Regions from separate parts of the Hordeum vulgare genome. Here region 1 is linked to region 2. A link is a contact called in public Hi-C data. All regions are on one chromosome and are shown on one strand. Each heading gives the region's core, a stretch centred on a gene start, on an enhancer-like site or on the middle of the called end of the contact. The rest is flanking DNA. Distances are from core to core; before and after follow the strand shown. Region 1 holds the start of LOC123427376 (GATA transcription factor 6-like). Region 2 has its middle 65 kb from the start of LOC123428666.

Region 1 (2,839 bases), core at 206-2,705, 510 kb before region 2:
GATGTTGTACTCCCCCATGAGCTCCGACGCGCCGAACTGGGGCGAGTCCAGCAGGAAGTAGGGCGAGAAGGAGGCCGACGAGGAGCACGAGGAGGTGGTGGTGGTCGACGAGGACGAGGTGGAGTCCGGCGTGGGGCCCGAGAGCGACCACCCCGACGCCCGAGACCGCTTGCTGCGCTTCGCCTTGATAGGGACCAGCGCCTCCGTCGACAGCGCGCATATGGTCGGAGTCCGCATGGGGTCGGACATGGACGGCAGGGCGCGGTACGCTCCGTCCTGCGGGCGCCGCTGCGGCAGCAGACGGTGCTGCGGCGGGCGCGCCGCCATCATCGACGCGGGCGGCGCCGGCTGCGGCGGCAGCTCGGAGAGCGAGTCGTCCATGATACGGGACACCCACTCGAGCTCCTCCTCGACGTCATGCGCCTGCGGAAAATACAGGGCAAGGCACAAAGAAATAATCAATTAAATTTCACCACGTACGACAAAAGCATAGGAAAAGCCGCGAGAAGCGGTCAAAGGCGACGCGAAACCTCACCGGCAGGTCAACAATCTCCGGCGCTGGCGGCGCCGGAGGGGCGAGCTCGTACGACACGGCGGAGGCACGGGGCCCGCCGTTCAACTTGTCTTCTTTCGCGGCGGCGGCCGGCGGCGCCTCCTCGGGCTCGTCGGCGGCGTCCTTATCCGGCTCGCAGAACTCCTCGAGGTCCAGCAGGTCCTCGACGGAGAAGCCGTCCCTCTCGGCGAAGCCCCAGGCCGGCGGCGCGTCGGCGGCGGCGACCTCGTCGGCCGTCTCCTCGTGCCGGCCACTGCCCTTGAGCGCGTCCATCCGCTCGTCCTTCGCGGCCCGAAAGAAGGCGCACACATACACACAGGAAAACCATGAATTCCCAATTCCAGGAGCCAAGAACCACAAGTTCAGAGAAAGAGAAAGAGCGCCTGGTTTCTTCCGTCTCCGGAAAAAAGAAACTGATAACAAAATAAGAAGAAAAAATCAAGAAAAGATTCTCTCTCTCTCTCTCTCTCTCTCTCTCTCTCTCTCTTTTCTTTCGCCGCTCGTAATCTCCAGCCCCGTCCCCTCCTTACCAGAGAGCTGTGGTGGTGCGCGTAGGACGGCATGGCTGAGGAGCGAAGGGGAGCTGCTGCGGCGGCGGCGGCGGGGTTGGCGGCGGGGGCGAAGAGGAGGGGAGGGTCGGAGGAAGCGGAGGCGGAGAAGGCGAGGGGCAGGGGAAGGGGGGAAGAAGGGATGAGCGTTTGGTGGAGCATTGAATGGCTGCCAGAGTCCGTGGGCACAACAAATGCACTCTTTCCTTCCTCACGCGGCGCCCCCTCCCCTTTCTTGCATTTCACTCCTCCCGTCCGTCCCGCACACTCTTCCCTCCACCCGCACTCCAAATTTTCGTCCGCTCTTTTTCTTTGGCCTTTGGTGCTCTCCCCCCTCATTCCGTTTCTATTCTATCTCTATGTATCTTTATTTTATGTCGCCACCTCGCTGCTATCTTCTTGGTATCGGAGACCCTGGCCGTCGAACTCTTCTTCTTTATAAAATACTTTTAATGAAAAAGGAGGAAACGGAGCCGGAAAAGAAGCCGAAATGACGCTACCAGTAACATAACAGCACGGGGAGCGGTCTCGTCTCTGTTTTCCACCGCCCGCCCGTCGTGATTGTCGTGCTGCGTTGCGTGCGCGACGAGACGACGGGGCGGTTCTTTTCTTTTCTTCGGGGTCTGTGGGTTAAGGTAATAAAGTGGGTGAGCGATTAGTGGTGGCCCGGGGGACACGTGGTGGGCCCGGCGCGGGGCATTCCCTCCGGTCCGAGGGTAGTCATTTTTGGTGTTTTGAAACGCGGGTGCGGAAAGGTTCGGACTGGATTTGCGCAGGATGGGCGCCCTTTGAATTCCTTCCATCCGCCGCCGGATATGCCGAGGTTCCGTGCACGTCTTTCCTTTTTTTTCATCATATAGTACGTGCCTTAACGATGCATATAGAAATTAATAATGCATAGAAATTATGGAGTAGCATATAACGATGAGAAGTACTAATTGAAATCCACTTCAATGATTCAAATAATTATCCCTTATAAACTAAGAACAATATGATGTGTTTAAGATATTTTTTTAACAATGTGAGGAATGATGTCTTCAGCTTCATTGCATGGCATAATGTGAGCCGCGTCCTGATTTTGATGAGTTTTAAATTATAGGCTATCTATAGACCATTTGATTTGTATTTTTTCAAAAAACATGACTTGTTATGCTATGTGGCATTTATGTCAACGTATAGAAGCTCGTCCTTCTTTTTTTACATGAAAAAAGCAGTCACTCCTATCACTCACACACCACGCAGCTGTCTTCTTCTGTGCTCGCACAACCAACCAATCACGGATTGTTGATGCATCTCATCTCCCCACCATAGCATTGACGTTGCCATCTCCCTAGGCACCTCCCCTCCATGCCATGGTGAAGCCCGCACACTCCTCTCCTCACCACCTCCCCTCTCATCCATGACATCGCCATCCCCCTCCCCTCCATGCCACGGTGAAGCCCGCGCACCCCTCTCCTCACCACCTCCCCTCTCATCCATGACGTCGCCATCCCCCTCCTCTCCATGCCACGACGTGACCTGCCTCCTTCTTCCTATAACAACCTCTTGCATTGCCACCCCGACACCGAGGTAGGCCACTGTTTTAACATCCTGGGTAGCTGGATCCGCCCGGGAGGTGCAAAATGTACCGCAACCCTCTATTAGTGCCAACTACTTAGCTGCCTCATTCGTACGTGGGTTGGACAACCACATGCACAGCCGTGTGGCACTACGAGGAGGGATATACCTTTATCATCGA
Region 2 (2,883 bases), core at 9-2,508:
CTCCCTAGGGCCCTAACGGGAACTAACCGAATTCAGACTACGACATAAGAACGTACATTCTTTCAAAATCGCCGCCCAAGGAATGGCCACATTTGTCATCATCACTTCAATGACCTCTATACAGTCTGCTTTAATTATCAAATTGTTACAGCACATATCACCTGTCAAGATGAGGCCATCTATGTGTCCTCGCGCCTACGCCGTCGCAACATCCTCAACCAATGGGATGTTGCTATAGGCCGCCGCTAGGAAGAAGCCACCCGAAATGGGTACCATGATGCCCGTTTTAGAAAAACATTTTTTACTGAATTTTTTTTACAAACACACACACGCATAAATACTACACATGTGTAAAAAATCATTTCATTTTACATTCATACGTGGCGTACAAAAAAAGACAAATATGATTTTTCAAATGGGCCAGATTTTTTTGGGCCGGAAAATTGTTTTTTATACAGCTTACAAATTACTTTTTTTTTTTGGGAACAAAATTTTATGGATCAGTAGTGAATACATACAAGTTTACACAGAATTATTTTCAGTATTTTTTGAAACTTTCAATTATGTTTTTTGATTGTTTTAAAAAAAAGGCACCATGGTGTCCGAGCACACAAACTCGCTCTCCCCGAAACATGTATAATTCCAGCAATGCCTCTTGAGCCCTTGTCCGAGTCAAACGTTGCATCCCCACTCAGTTTTATGAAGCATTCCTTTGGGTGTTCTTCATCCATAGTGCCCGGTTGCTACCTTTCTTTCTTGCCCTTGAAAAAATCTTTTCTAAAGTGAAGATAGCCTCTGCCAATCTTGCTACTTTAGCAAGAATTTCTCCATGTGTGACACGCTGCCGTCCACAAAACATACCACATGGCCCTAGCTATCAGATCGTTACGGTTCACTGTTCTTCTTAATTAATTGATGAGGCAAAACATTTACCTTTGTTTCAAAAAAAAAATACAGTTCACATCTGCCATCAGTAGCATATCTCCGTGATGAGTCAAAATAAATTCACGGACAAAAACTTCTCCATCCCCTTCCTGCAAGCATAGATCATTCACCATATGTCCCAGTCAAAGGATGAGCCAAATCTCACCCACACTAGGGTATAACAAGAAGGCGTGCTTATACTTTCACAGTCGGCGCTACATAAAGGGAATTCAGAACTTGTGATCATATATGACCAGGGGCGGAGCTACAGAGTGTCCAGGATGGGCCACGGTCACCCTTGGATTTTGAACCAGCCTATATACCATACACAATTATAGATGGGCCAGAGAAATAAAAAGGGCCCAACAACATCTCTAACCCAACAAACAACACACGCGCCACATAACCTGCACACCACACGCGGGACACAGCGAGAAGCAACGATATCTTACAATCCTCAACACCCAACCATCGGGCGCTCGGTTTTCGCCTACCTCGTTGCCCTCGCCACACGATGGATGCCCAACCACTCTGGAGGCTCTTCCACTCCTTCCTCTCCGTCGCGACTGCGTCCTGCCCGACACTCGGCGCCAGCAGCAACCCTATGTGCCTGCGACCTGACCCTGCCCTAGCCTAGCCCATGCCGCCTGGCGCCCCTACAAAACAGCGGCAGCCGCCCAGTCTACATTTCGACGCTCGGCCTTGCCTGATTTGCGGTACCATCTCCGGCAGCTCGCCAATTGACCATTCCCCATTTTTCAATTTAGGGTTTACTATTTACTTCTTGTGTACTGTGGTCTACATGAGCGACGAACACACACATAATTTTCAGATCATTTATATTCAGTTGTGTCATTGTGATAGATATATACCTAATACCTAATAATAAAGCGGCTATTGCTTCCGTCGAAAAACCCACCACGGTATTTTTATAAATAAAAAAACTGTAATTTTTGTTATTCAACCCGCGCTCCATCATTTATCTGCAACGCAAAAGGAAAAAACGATTCGCTGTAAAAATTATACCCGTACGCATCACCTCCTCCCGTCGACCCTGGGCCACCCTGGCCTGTGCCCAGGCCGCCGCCACACCACTCGCCGCCGCGGCCGACCTCAACCGCCACCGCTGCCGATCTCAACCCACCCGCCTCCGCGGATGTACCTCTCCCCGCTCACTGTCCCCATTGCGGCGCTCGAGCGCATCGCGTCGACCCTGGTCCACCCTGGCCTGTGCCCAGGCCGCTGCCACACCACTCGCCGCCGCGGCCGACCTCAACCACCACTGTTGTCGATCTCAACCCACCCGCCTCCGCGGTCGTACCTCTGCCCGCTTGCTGCCCTCGTTTCGGCGCTCGAGCACAGCTTCTGGATCAAATCAACGCGACAGCTACAATGACTTGGGATGATGCGTCTGCTCGATGCAGAACAGCGGCGGCGCGCGGATAAGGCGCGGTGGAGCGAAGTACTTGCAGGTGGAGGCGGGCCTCCATGGCTCACACGGGGAACTCCGAGGTTATGGCGCGGCAACGGCGACTCCTTATGGCCAGATAGAGGCGCCTAACCCTTTCTCCCCTCATCGTATCCCCTCCTCTGACAGGAACTCATCATCTGGTGAGATCCACTCCCCATGCCTCCAACCGTGTGCCAAGCACCGGCAAGAAATTTTGTTTTGTGGGAATTTGTTTGCTGATGAATGAATGTATTGAATGTAAGATTGCATTGTTGTAGAGAAAGAGAATGGAACACCACCTTCAGTTTGTCATCTGATCCCACATTCTCTACCTCATGAGTGAAATAAGATAACAGTCCATTGATCAATTCACGTAGCCTCTTTGTTTTGCTTTGCTTGTCCCGCTCAATTTCTCATCATGGTGGAATTAACAATGGACGGGTTGATTTCTCAACAAAATAGGATAGGACTGACTACATTAGTTAGTTAGCTTATTATTTTAATAAATC

What was found. A called contact is a pair of places that touch in the nucleus more often than the background predicts.
Region 1: a Hi-C map of seedling shows a contact between it and region 2, with 3 times the contacts expected there. The contact joins the promoter of LOC123427376 here to the enhancer-like site in region 2. A contact is called at or near these places in 1 of 6 Hi-C or Micro-C datasets (seedling) and 1 of 1 datasets of contacts at active chromatin or transcription factors (embryo).

Annotation. Positions count from the first base shown.
Region 1 is chr2H:571,875,110-571,877,948 of MorexV3_pseudomolecules_assembly, reverse strand. LOC123427376 (GATA transcription factor 6-like) reads right to left here and starts at 1,455. Exons shown (of 3, transcript XM_045111401.1): 1 at 1,084-1,455; 2 at 536-835; 3 at 1-423. The coding sequence starts at 1,440.
Region 2 is chr2H:571,363,871-571,366,753 of MorexV3_pseudomolecules_assembly, reverse strand. No RefSeq gene overlaps it. Among protein-coding and RNA genes, the nearest start is that of LOC123428666, 65 kb to the right of the region's middle. Within about 2 kb of position 1,258, at least 3 of the 3 cell types and tissues checked have open chromatin away from gene starts, as enhancers often do. A contact at or near this core is called in seedling, where this site is marked.